Regions from separate parts of the Salmo salar genome. Here region 1 is linked to region 2. A link is a contact called in public Hi-C data. All regions are on one chromosome and are shown on one strand. Each heading gives the region's core, a stretch centred on a gene start, on an enhancer-like site or on the middle of the called end of the contact. The rest is flanking DNA. Distances are from core to core; before and after follow the strand shown. Region 1 holds the start of LOC106580571 (chondroitin sulfate N-acetylgalactosaminyltransferase 1). Region 2 holds the start of LOC106580578 (ELMO domain-containing protein 3).

Region 1 (7,013 bases), core at 1,493-3,992, 150 kb after region 2:
TGATACTGCCTGGGATTGAACTCAGGTTTGTAGTGACAGCTCTAGCACTGTGATGGAGTGCCTTAGACCGCTGCACCACTCAGGATCCTAAAGATCCCAAGAACACAGTGGCCTCCATCATTCAGTTATTGGTCTCCCAGGATTGAACCTGGGTCTGTAGTGACATCTCTATCACTGTGATGGAGTGCCTTAGAGAGCGGCACCACTCAGTGGCCTCCATCATTCTTTTCACCCCATTTTCTCCTCAATTTCATGGTACCAAATTGGTAGTTACAGTCTTGTCTCATTGCTGCAACTCCCATACAGACTCTGGAGAGGCGAAGCTTGAGAGCCGTGCGTCCTCCGAAATACAACACAACACAACACAACACAAGCCACACTGCTTCTTGACACAATGACCTCTTAACCCAGAAGCCAGCCGCACGGAGGAAACACTGTGCACCTGGCGACTGTGTCAGCGTGCACTGCGCCCGGCCCACCACAGGAGTCGCTAGTGCACGATGGGACAAGGCCATCTCTGCAGGACAAACCCTCCCCTAACCCGGATGACGCTGGGCCAATTGTGCGCCACCCCATGGGTCTCCCGGTCGCGGCTGGCTGTGACAGAGCCTGGACTCAAACTCAGAATCTCTAGTGGCACAGCTAGCACTGCGATGCAGTGCCTTAGACTGCTGCGCCACTCGGGAGGCCCTCCATCATTCTTAAATTGAAGAAGTTTGGAACCACCAATACTCTTCCTTGAGCTGGCTGATCGGCCAAACCGAGCAATCGGGGGAGAAGGGCCTTAGTCAGGGAGGTGACCAAGAACCCGATGGTCACTGACACAGTTCCTCTGTGGAGATGGGAGAACCTTCCAGAAGGACAACCATCTCTGCAGCACTCCAGCAATCAGGGCTTTATGGTAGAGTGGCCAGACGGAAGCCACTCCTCAGTAAAAGGCACACAACAGCCCGCTTGGAGTTTGCCAAAAGGCACCTAAAGGACTCTCAGGACATGAGAAACAAGATTCTTAGGTCTGATGAAGCCAAGCTTGAACTCTTCGGCCTGAATGCCGAGCGTCACGTCTGGAGGAAACCTGGTACCATCCCTACGGGGAAGCATGGTGGGGGGATGTTCTTCAGTGGCAGGGACTGGAAGACTAGTCAGGATCAAGGGAAAGGTAAATGGAGCAAAGTACAGAGAGATCCTTGATGAAAACCTGCTCCAGAGTGTTCGGAACCTCAGAATGGGGCGAAGGTTCACCTTCCAACAGGACAATGACCCTAAGCACACAGCCAAGACAATGCATGAGTGGCTTCGGGACAAGTCTCTGAATGTCCTTGAGTGGCCCAGCCAGATCCCGGACTTGATCCCAATCTAACATCTCTGGAGAGACCTGAAAATAGCTTTCCATCGAACCTGGAAGAGCTTGAGAGGATCTGCAAGAGAAGAATGTGAGAAACTCCCCAAATACAGATGTGCCAAGCTTGTAGCATCATACCCAAGAAGGCTCGAGGCTGTAATCACTGCCAAAGGTGCTTAAACAAAGTACGGAGTAAAGGGTCTGAATACTTATGTAAAAGTAATATTTCAATGTTTTTATTTTGAATAAATTAGCAAAATTTCAAAATTGTTTTTGTTTTGTCATTATAATCTATTGTATGTAGATTGATGTGTGGGAAAAAGAAAAAAAAATGTGGACAAAGTCAAGGGGTCTGAGTACTTTCCGAATGCAGTGTATGTAACGTTCGCCTGTGCCATGGAGGTACATCCCAGTACTGACCATGGGATGAAGATAACTACTGGAGAACTACTGTATAGCACCACCTACAGCACCTGTAATGTGCCTGAGGTTTGTAGAAACGTTTGGTTTTCCTACACCAGCCACATTGCACGTTTTTAAATCAGTCGGCGTACACAAATGTGACTTGAATAAATGGAGGGGTTTACCCTTCTTCTTAGTTTACTACTTTACAAGTTGTTTATTTCTTGACTACTTTGTCAAGTGTGTCTGTGCGTGTGTGTGCATACTGAGCCTGATAGTGTCTCTGGCGCCACCCTCTGGTACAACATAAGAATATCATCTGAAGTGTTATTTCTGTAAAGGATACTCGTGGAGACATGCAATTCTGCTGCTTCCTCAGTCTACATCTAATATATGAATTTGATTATCTCCTTATCTCAACAAAAACTGTTCAATGGTCTTATATTATCAAAATTAAACTCCCTTTATGTCACTCTTGGACAAATATGTTTCATCTGGTAGAGCTCAATTGGAATGTAGATACAGCATGTACATTTCCATCACACTTAATCCTACAGCTACCAATGATCTAGTAAGAAATTAGGATAGCGTGCATGTGTCAAATCATCATAAAGCTTCTAAAGCCAGTTCCCACTCGTATTACTAGTTAGACTTCACTGTCAAAGAGACTGAAACCTTTAAAAGGGGGGATTTCAAGAAGAGGATTAGGAGTTTGAGATTGGAGCTCAGGTTGTGTCCCAATAGTCTTTATAGTCCTATCTCCTTATCTCCTTTCCTAATATAATTTACTTTAGTACCACTAATAGGTGAACGGACTGGGTAGGAAAGGAAGTTACTTCATACTACTGATACAACCCCACACTAACAAACACTGCTCTCATGGTGAGAACGAGGGAGGAGAGGGAGTAGTGGGGGGAGGAAGAGGAAGGCCGAGACAGAGGGTGCACTCAGCAGCAGTGAGCTCAGCCAAAGAGGGCCATTTCAGCTCTCTCTGTGTCCCCCTCTCTCTTTTTTGCTCTCTCTTTCTCTCTTGCTCTCTTTCTCTCTCGCTCTCAGTCCTAATGAGAGAGTGACAGAGTAAGAGGAAGGGGGAGAGAGAAAGAGAGAGAGAGCTCTGTCGTGGGCTAATATGAATGAAGCGCAGAGCTCTGTGCAGTAAGTTTGCTAACTCTGAAAAGAGATGCGTGGCAATTATTAAATCATGTTGGATCTGTCTTATCTCTGCTATGTTGCATGCCGAGAGATGGAGAGCAGTTGGTGAGTAAAGTATACATCGTTTTATATTGAATAAGAAGTGTTTAGTTATTGAGGGTATGTGGATTGCAGACTTGTTTGTCTGTTTCTCTGAGTAAAATCAGAAAGTTAATGTCAAACTGAATCAGAGAGATATGTTAGTTAAATATGAATCTCAGTATCAGTTTACTTATATGTGCGTAGATATGGTATTTCAGTAAAGACCCCTTCATCGGATAAAGATCTGTATCTTCATTAAAAGTATGTATTTTCAACTCTCTGGTAGCTGTCCTGCAACATGACCAAAGTCCATGTCACTTCATTTATAATTTGTTATAATGATGGCTCAATGTTTCATTGCAAAGCTCAGCTCAACAAGATTGCTAGCATAAGCATAATAACTGGAGTAAAAAATACATCTGAAATGCAGTGCACTACAGAGTATCAGTATAAAAATAACATTGTTTTTACACATTTCTGACAAAAACTGACACACACACACACACACGCACGCACACACACACGTACACACACATGTACACACACACGTACACACACATACACATTAGCAGGCTGTATAATATCCTATAGTGTGGACTGGATCTAGGATCTTAATTTGAGCCAGTTTGCTACATCAGGAAAATAATTCTGCAGCAACAGGAAATGTAAATTATTATGTGGATTATAATTAATGGACATTTTTGTAGTGGCTGACATATTTTTCGTAAGGGAAAATCAAGTCTGAAATTTCAAAGTGGATATTACAAACTTCAGAAGCCTTTTTAAACCTCAAATACAATACACTTTTTAAATGGATCCTGCAACAGGGTGATCAAATTAAGATTCTACATCTGTAGGCTGTCTGTATCCTTTCTGAGAAACACACACACACGGGTGTGTACTGCAGGCTATGTGTATCTTCTCTGACAGTTCGAGTGGACCTGGAAACATAAGCAGCTCTTTCATGAGTTCAACCTCTACCTGGTCTATAAAGGGCTAACTGTGCTGTGAGTTAACGTTGACTAACAAAACACACCTACACACACACACACAGATATAGAGAGAGGTTTGTGTCCTGCATTTTCTTCTACAGCGCTGTGGTTCTGCAAGAGTATGTAAGTTCAGGTGTTTCTCTGTATGTCTTATATTAGTACAGTCCGACACACACACACACACACGCGCACACGAGTGCGACACGATCACATCTGCCTTTTTTTAAGTTGTGTGAATAGTTGGGATCAGATTTCCTAAATTATACACATTTTTGGCTGAATTCCTGGTGATTTTACAGTCTTTTTGGGGAAAAACTATAATGCCCCTCCACCCCCAAACATATGTTATTATTTTTTACTAAAACCATTCCGCACAAAAAAAACACCGGACCGGTTGCCTTTTGCCGACCACTACTCTAAATCGACTTATCTTCTTTTCTGATACTGTAACGTAAATATAATAATCTGCCTCTTTAATTTGGAACATACTGTATGTCATTCATCCACAGTCCACACATTGTCAGTCATACAGCTGTCCTACTGAATGTAGGAGCCTAACAGGAGCCTGACTTTTGCTTGGATATGTACTGTCCCATAGCCTGATTCTGTAATCACGACTCAGGTTTTACTACAGTGTGTTTGTTAAAGCTGGAATTTACTATTAGAAACTTAATACATTTGTTTTCCATTTCAGGCAAGGAAGAATGCCCTTTAACATTTAGTATGGCATGAATATGCTGTGATGGACTTCCTCTATCGGTGGAATGAGTGTCGTGGGACATTAAGACCATTCTGTCATGGGGGACTTGAGAGATGAGTGTGGACAGTGAAGACGACGGGAAGGATGACCTCTATAAGCTGAAAGCCCCTACCATGCTCCAGAGATGTGCTGCGTAAACGCTAATGTGCTCTGAATCCACAATGCTCCGGAGGTGGCTGTTAGCTCTGGTGGCCCGTGTTGGGGTCATAGCACTAGTGGTGTGCTGCTGCCTGTCTCTACTCTACCTGCTGGCCTGCAAACCCCCCAGCAGCTACAGCCATGAACAGGCCCAGGTCTGGGCTGGAGGAGCCACCAGTAAAGAGGGTTACCTGGCGCTACTGCAGGAGAGCGAGGACACACACAGGCACTATATTAACAGTCTCAGTAAGCAGATAGCCCAGCTCAAAGAGGCTCTCCAGATGAGGACCCAGCAGCTGCAGGAGTCTCTGGAAAAGGCCAGGGCCAAAGGGGTTCTACCTATGGGGCTGGAGGGCCTGCGTAGGCCCCAGACACACACCGACCTCCAGGTGAGTGTTTGTGTGTGTGTGTGTGTGTGTGTGTGTGTGTGTGTGTGTGTGTGTGTGTGTGTGTGTGTGTGTGTGTGTGTGTGTGTGTGTGTGTGTGTGTGTGTGTGTGTGTGTGTGTTATTGCGTGAGTGTGTGCATGTGCATGTGTGTGTGTGTGTGTGTGTGTGTGTGTGTGTGCATCTTTATCAATCAGTGTGCCAACTCTTCCGGCAGGCGTTCTTCAAGGCCCAGTTGAGCCGGGCTGAGGTCCAGTGTGTGTTTGTGCATGAGTGTATGCGTGTGTGCGTGCGCGTGTGTGTGTGCATCTTTATCAATCAGTATGTCAACTCTTCCGGCAGGAGTTCTTCAAGGCCCAATTGAGCCGGGCTGAGGTCCAGTCTGGTGAGAAGTTGCCCAGTGAGTACGCCGTGATTCCCTTCGAAAGCTTCACCCTGCACAGGTCAGTCAAGTGACCTTTGACCTTATTTATTTCAAAGGCATTATAATTAGACCCCTGAGCTTTACACTAACCACATTACCTGACCATGGAAACCTCTTGACCATATTCATAACCATAAGCACGTTGCCATTTTGAGGTACAGTATAAATGCAGTGCTACTCAGGATGGTTGTTTTCCAGGGTGTACCAGCTCGAGATGGGGCTGACCCGTCATCCAGAGGAGAGGCCTGTGAGGAAGGACCGGAGAGACGAGCTGACAGGCACGTTAGAGATAGCCCTGCAGGTCCTCAACGGACCCCGGAGACACGGGGAGCGCCGCCGACGCTCCTATTCACCATCGGACTTCATAGAGGGTGAGCGTGTTGGGCCCAGCCAAGTGTACTTTACTCTCCTATTGTCTAGGTGGAATTATAATATGAAAAAGGTGGAATTTTTCAACAAATTGCTTACAAGTATGAAATCCTCTCAGATCTCCAGAGGGTCACGAACACAATTTGCGATTGTTTAAATGATTTGTACTTGCTGATGTTTGTCTGTTGTCCACCTGTACGTCCGTCCATCCGTCTGTCTGTATGTCTGTCTGTATGTCTGTCTGTCCGTCCGTCCATCCATCCCTAACAGGGCTGACCCGTACAGAGCGTGACAAGGGGACAGTGTATGAACTGATGTTTAAGGGCGAGGGGCCGCAGGACTTCAGACAGCTGGTGTTCTTCAGACCCTTCGGCCCGGTGGTCAGGGTGAAGAATGAGAGGGTGGACACACGCCACATGCTCATCAACATCATAGTACCACTGTCCAGGAGGGCTGACACATTCAGACAGTTCATCAACAACTTCAGGTTGGAACAAAAAGAAACAACATGGCCCACAATCTCAGGCAGTTTTGGAAGTAAAGATAACCATTTACGTTGTATATACAGAGTTTTTCTCCCAGCATCAACAATTGTAATGTCAGGTGTTTATGACCATCAAGTTCTTGAAATGTTCCGTATTGACTGACCTTCATGTCTTAAAGTAATGGACTGACTCTCTTTGCTTATTTGAGATGTTCTTGTGATCCAATTGGTAGTAGTTACTGTCTTGTCTTATCGCTGCAACTCCCGTACGGACTCGGGAGAGGCATGCGTCCTCTGAAACACAACCCAACCAAGCCGCACTGCTTCTTGACACAGCGCACATCCAATCCGGAAGCCAACCGCACTAATGTGTCAGAGGAAACACCGTACACCTAGTGACCTGGTCAGCATGCACTGCGCCCAGCCCGCCACAGGAGTCGCTAGTGCACAATGAGACAAGGATATCCCTGCCAGCCAAACCCTC
Region 2 (7,004 bases), core at 1,620-4,119:
GCACTGAACTACTGTTGGCGTGCTCTTTGACGCTATGACCTGGCATCAGTCCATTCATCACCTGGGAATACAGAAACACAACAGGTTACATAACACAAAACAACAGGTTACACAATGCAATAGCGATGGGGGGGTTCATAGTTACATATCACAATATTATTTTGGGACGATATTATATCGATATGTGACTCCAAGTATCATTTTGTTAAAAACAAACTGTAGGTAGCGTTAGCTAGCGCAAGTTGGCTGTACTGGCGCCAAAACTCCCTTATTTTTCATCCTATAGCTTATTCTCCATCTTCTTTTTAAATAGTGAGTCAACATGTTTTCAGCACTTTTATTTCCCTGACTGATCAAAACTAGTTTTCTCATGGCTCTTGTCTCTCTGCAGCAGACATATAGTGAGCAATATGTTTGGAACATCAGATCGCAATACATATAGAATTTCAATACATATCGTATCGGCACCTAAGTATTGTGATAATATCGTATCATGAGGTCTCCGGTCATTCCCAGCCCTATAATGCAGCATACAACAGCAGGACCAAAAAGCTACCAGTCCATAACGCTGACAACACAAGAGGTATATTCAACAATTCCATCTCAATAAACATTGTAAAAAACATATCTCTAAACGGGATCCTCTGGTCGGTTGTTGTACTCACAGGTTTGTGGTTGGAGTGGCCATTGGTTAGCTCCTCTGTCTCTTTACATTCATGATGGAACGCTCCATTCAGACCCTAGGGGGGGGGGGGGCACAGAACAAGAGGCATCATCAGAAACACAGATTCAGACACACACACACACACAGCTCCAGAGAAAAGAGTGCAGGAACGTCTCTGTGGAATTAGATGCAGCAGAAGATCAGCCGGTAGCCTTCTCACCTGGGCAGGGTGGCACAGTGCCAGGGCAGACAGTGAGGTAGACACTGCAGGGAGATTATTGCTAAGCAGAGAGCAAACTGTTAGGTTACTTGGTAGTGGACACCTTTTATTTCCCCATGTCAACACTCTACAGGGGAAGCTGCTTCATTACTTCCTCCTTCACTCACTAAAACAAAGGGGATTAAAAACAGAAGGGAGAAGAAAAGTCCCCTAAACACCACACATTTTAAGGATATGTCAATAGATACACAGAGATACCTGCAGTTAATTAGGTCCACCAAAAGTGAACTCAGCCATGCTCACCTGAGAAATAGCTGCGAAATGGATGTGTATACAGTACTAGGAGGTTTTACTGTGAAGCAGATGGAAACTTGCTGCAGTAACAGGTCTATGTGCAATCTGATCAAATACCACCACACCACACCCAAACCGTCTACACCTGTGATGGTATCACACAGCCAGTATCCAGGTAACGTGAACAGATCAAACAGACTGCAACGAAGCCCAAAATGTTGATTTGGAACTTGACTGACACTGTTCCATTTCATTATATACTGCGGGTGAGACTGCCAATCACATTGTTTACACACAGTTTAAACTCCTTTAAAAGGTTAGGCTATGCAAGGTTAAACCACCTACCTCTGTGTGTGCTGTGACACCACTGTCCCCTTCCATGGCATGAGTGTGTGTGTGTGTGTGAGTGTGTAATCCCTGCTCTACCCTTTAAAGCCTTTTCCCCCAGAATGAGGCAGTCAGAAGAGGTATTGGGAAGACCCCCATGTCTGCTGTGTCCCTTTCCACAAATACTGCTTGTCAAACGTCCCCTTCCTTCCTCTCGCTCTCTCGGTCCAGAGTAGTCAACAGGTAGATGTCTTTGAATACATTTTGTTTTGCATCCTGCCCCATTAGAGGGGCTGCAGAGCTGGGTATGGACACTGCTGATCTAGGGTGGCCTCTCTCTTTCCCAGCTGCTTCATTGCTTTGACACTCAATGTTGGCACCTCACATCCACAATATAGCAATGCTCAAACCAAGGTGGGGTGAGTCTTGGTGAAGTGGGCCTTCTCTTTGACAAGATCCAACCAATAGGGGGCACTCATGACATGTTATGTCAAACTGGTTGTCACGGATATCTGCAATTTGGGGCAGAAAAAAAACAAGGTGGGTAGCTCATAAAAATAATGCCAAAAGCGAAATTATAATTGTTCATAAACACTGATCAATGACGTTCTATTTTCTTTGGGGAAAGTATCGAAACTCATTGAATGATTATCTAGCTACAGTACATAGAATCGTTATCCACCTGTCAAACTAACATTACCAAATGGCCAACGTGAGTTACTGTAGCTAGTGCCAAAGATCAACTCACACCCTACACAAAAAAGTGGTTAGCTTAAGAAAAACGTCAAGGTACAATCTGAAACTTGGTTAACGTTCCCTGTAACTGACATAGCTAAGCTAACTACCGGTATGCTGTAGGAAGCTACGTGGGCTGACCACTGAGCTGGCAGGCTATCTGCTAGTTAGTCTACAGTACATTAACTGTTAACAGATCCCAGCATTGTTTTTAATGGCAGGTCAATCTTGTTATTTATCTACATGCATCATTAATGCATGTTTTTTTTTGTTGCATATAATTTGTGCGAAGACAGGCAACTGGCTATTATCTAACTCAACATCAGTGGCTCACAACTGTCCTCCAGCTAGCCTTTTTCCACAATCATGCAATCTGTTTCCACAAGCATATCACTAACTACAGTAACTACTGGCCTTCTGGAGACTAAAAAAACGTTTTTTGATATTTTACATTTCCATCAGTTTCTTAAACATTCATCTAACAACAGCGATTGTCTATATCATAGTTTAATACTATTGATTTTACCTCAGTTTCTCTCCCTCCAATCTCAGTTTCCCTTCCCCCTTTCCACAGTTAACGTCAAGTGCATTCTGGGAATTGTGGTTTCCTGCTCTGCCTGTGCTGGTTCCTTTTCGATTACGTCATGGTTAAAGCTAACCCAGGGACACGTTTCCCAGAATGGACCTTGATTGTACTGGACAATGCAAATAGGTGGTATAGGTAGCAATTTATGGTAATATAAAAACGTATATAACCATAATGCACCTGTCCTGTAAAGTGGCCAGAAATAAAGTGTGTGTGATAATATATATGGGTGCTTATATTTGTCTTGTTTCACACATGTACAAATGTGTATAATACACATCAGAAATGGAAATGTATTATATATTTTTTGCATATCCCAATTCGCCCCTGAGACACACACAGAGAGTGGGGTCATAGCCAGGGTCTTCCATTTTCAATGGCAACCCTGGAGCAATTAAGGTTAAGTGCCTTCCTCAAGGACACATAAACAGATTTGTTCCACCTTACTAGCCCAACGCTCTAACCGCTAGGCTACCTGCCACGTGTTTGTGCGTACTGAGGCCCTTTTTGTGATATAGCAGGATGCTGTATGGTAGACCTACTGAAGGTCTACAGGTCAAAATGAAGTGACCGTCATTTCATATCGTCCATCCTTCAAACCCCTCAAAAACATCTGGCATTTAAAATGAATTAACCTTACAAATAGCACTGTTGGGCGATCTGGAAAGCCATAGTCAATCAATAAACAACATAATAATACACTTAGCAAAGCAATTAAACTTACAATCTGTTGATGATATGCGATTAGAAAGATTCAGAATCTATGTATGACATCACAGCACAGTTAAACAATATATGGGTCAAGGAAATCAAGAGAGGGTGGTCTATGGAGATAGGTGGGATGGGATGAGAGCAATTGAGGAGTGGATTTAATCTGTATTGGATTTAATCTGAAAATAATATATATTCTGTGTACTGGACATGTCTGAGCACTATGTATCCAAATGTTTTTTTTTAAATCCTATGAATCCAAATGTGTATATAAAATACAAATATGTTATGGAATATTATGTATAAAAGTACCATGTATGTAAAAATGTATTTGTAACAAAAATGTATTTTTAACAAATAAACTTTGTGTCCTCCGAAGAGGGGTGGTGGTGGATTGGCCAGTAATAAAAAATTACAATAAAAATGGACCGTTTCACATTGTCACAGATCTAGGTTGCGTTCCGCTGCTCAGATGTTGCATGCATCAACCAATGATTGTGTGCCACGTCATTGACTGACAGATTGCTTTGACAAATTATGTGGTTAGCTGATAAGTAAAATACCTATCCAGGCGTTGTAAGATCTGGTAGACGTCAGCAATGCCTAGGCAGAGGAACACGCCCCTAGAGTCAGGTTAACCCCACCCAATCATAACTTTAAGGGAAAATCACAAAACTGTCCAACACTTAGACCAGGTCACATTGTATTAGTTGACTAACTTAGCACATGCACATGCTGTTCTGCTTTTAAATACATATTAAGGGGTAGAAATACCTCAAATTGAATATTTTTCAACATTTTGCCAAAACTTTTACGATAAGCTATACATGCGGTTAGTTCACCAATGTGTTAACAGTTATCCAATGGCGAAGGGCAAACGCTGGTAGGAAAGCAGCTATTCCTGGTGACTGACTGTCCCTGGCTGTGTGGTCAGCTCACAGGGCTCAGCATGGACATGTACTCTGAGAAATAACATCTCTGACCAGATCCCACCTGGCATGCCAGCTATGTAAACCTTTGACATCATTGTGGTAGAACATGGGTGGGCTGGAGTGACGTACACTAGGTAGTTAGACTGGTGCTCTCCATCCCATCCAGCATCAGGGTTAGCCGGCCAGGCGGCCACAGAGAAACAGACTGAGGCATGGGAACTACGTTACAATTGAGGACATAGAAAATGCTTTTTCGGAAGAGGGAATTGAACCATGGTTGTCATCTTTGTCATGGAGTAGTCAGATTGTTGTTTTTTGTCTATTTTGTTTAGTTACTTCACTTATCATCACTTGGCTATGTTGTGAGGTCATACATTCCCTTCCCTCTTTACTCATGAAATAGGTTTTGTCTCTTATTCTCTTCCCATGTATCATGTGAACAGTACCAGGGCTGTCCAACCCTGTTCCTGGAGAGCTACCCTCCTGTAGGTTTTCACTACAATCCCAGTTGTATTGTTAGGTGTTACTGCACTGCTGGAGCTAGAAACATAAGCATTTCGCTGCAACTGCGATAACAGCAACAAAATATGTGTCCACAACCAATAACATTTGATTTGATTTCCTTTGAACTAACCTGATTCATCTTATCAACCAGCTAATTATTAGAAGCGGGTGCGCTAGATTAGAGTTGGAGCGAAAACCTACAAACGACAGTACAGGAACAAAGTGGAGTCGCAATTCAACGGCTCAGACATGAGACATATGTGGCAGGGACTCCAGACAATCACGGATTATAAAGGGAAAGCCAGCCACGCTGCGGACACCGACGCCTCGCTCCTGGAATAGCCAAACACCTTATTCGCTTGCTTTGAAGGAAAACACAGAGCCATCAACACCGGCCACCACCGCTCACAAGGACTGTGAGCTCTCATTCTCTGTTGCCAACATGAGTAAAACATTTAAGCGTCTTAACCCTCGCAAGGCTGCCGGCCCAGACGGCATCCCAAGCCGAGTTCTCAGAGCATGTGCAGACCAGCTGGCTGGAGTGTTTACAGACATGTTCAACCTCTCCCTATCCCAGTCTGTTGTCCCCACTTGCTTCAAGATGCCGACCATTGTTCCTGTACCCAAGAAAGCGAAGGTAACTGAACTAAATGACTGTCGCCCCGTAGCACTCACTTCTGTCATCGTGAAGTGCTTTAAGAGTCTAATTAAGGATCATATCACCTCCACCTTACCCGACACCCTAGACCCACTACAATTTGCATACCGCCCCAACAGATCCAAGGATGACGCAAATGCCATTGCACTGCCCTCTCTCATCTGGACAAAAGGAATACCTATGTAAGAATGCTGTTCATCCACTACAGCACAGACTTCAATACCATAGTGCCCTCCAAGCTCATCACTAAACTCAGGGCCCTGGGTCTGAACCCCGCCCTGGACTTCTTGAAGGGCCGACCCCAGGTGGTGAAGGTAGGCAACAACACCTCCGCCACGCTGATCCTCAACACGGGGGCCCACAAGGGTGTGTGCTCAGACCCTCCTGTACTTTCTGTTCACCCATGACTCTGTGGCCACTTACGTCTCCAACACCATCATTAAGTTTGCTGACGACACAACAGTGGTAGACCTGATTACCAACAATGACAAGAGCCTACAGGGAGGTGGTCAATGTCAACAAAATTAAGGATCTGATCAGGAGACAGCAGAGAGCACCCATCCACATCGACGGGGCCGCAGTGGAGAGGGTGAAAAGCTTCAAGTTCCTCGGCGTGCACATCACTGACAACCTGAAATGGTCCATTCACACAGACAGCGTGGTGAAGAAGACCCTCACAAACTTCTACAGATGCACCATTGACAGCTTCCTGTCGGGAAGTATGATAAGGGAATTATATGCTTAAAGGTAATGATTAAAATATTCCACCCTGAAACGTAACTATTAGTGATTATTAGTTTATGTAGCATGTATAATGAATGATTAAAGTACTAAACATAAGTCCAATAAGGTTTGGTAGAGACAGGTGAGGGATAGAAATGTGTGTGTGTGTGTGTCTAAGAAAATATCGAGAACAATTCAACTGTGTACGGACCTTTTGCATAAGCTGAGTCTTTGCCTAATTATTATTAAACCCAGGGTCTTACAAACCTTGAGGATTGGTCAAAGCTTAAAATAATTGTTAGTTATCATCATTGGGATTGAAAATTCTCGTGACACAGTATCATCACCTGGTATGGCAATTGCACCATCCGCAACCGCAGGGCTCTCCAGAGGGTGATGCGCTCAGCCCAACGCATCGCCAGGGGCACACTGCCTGCCTTCCAGGACATCTACAGCACCCGGTGTCACAGGAAGGCCAAGAAGATCATCAACAACTTCAGCCAACTGAGTCACAGCCTGTTCACCCCGTTACCATCTGGAAGGCGGAGACAGTACAGCTGCATCAAACCTGGGAACGAAAGACTGAATAACAGCTTCTACTATCTCCAGGCCATCAGACTATTAAATAGTCACTAGCTGGCCTCCACTCA

The links. A called contact is a pair of places that touch in the nucleus more often than the background predicts.
Region 1: a contact with region 2 is called in a Hi-C map of muscle, with 8 times the contacts expected there. The contact joins the promoter of LOC106580571 here to the promoter of LOC106580578 in region 2. A contact is called at or near these places in 2 of 3 Hi-C or Micro-C datasets (gill and muscle).

What each region holds. Positions count from the first base shown.
Region 1 is chrssa20:39,213,755-39,220,767 of Ssal_v3.1, forward strand. It overlaps LOC106580571 (chondroitin sulfate N-acetylgalactosaminyltransferase 1), which reads left to right and starts at 2,743. Exons shown (of 10, transcript XM_014161771.2): 1 at 2,743-3,001; 2 at 4,664-5,256; 3 at 5,595-5,695; 4 at 5,875-6,047; 5 at 6,316-6,532. The coding sequence starts at 4,873.
Region 2 is chrssa20:39,063,708-39,070,711 of Ssal_v3.1, forward strand. It overlaps LOC106580578 (ELMO domain-containing protein 3), which reads right to left and starts at 2,870. Exons shown (of 14, transcript XM_045703310.1): 1 at 2,767-2,870; 2 at 1,524-2,017; 3 at 885-1,050; 4 at 666-740; 5 at 1-61. The coding sequence starts at 58.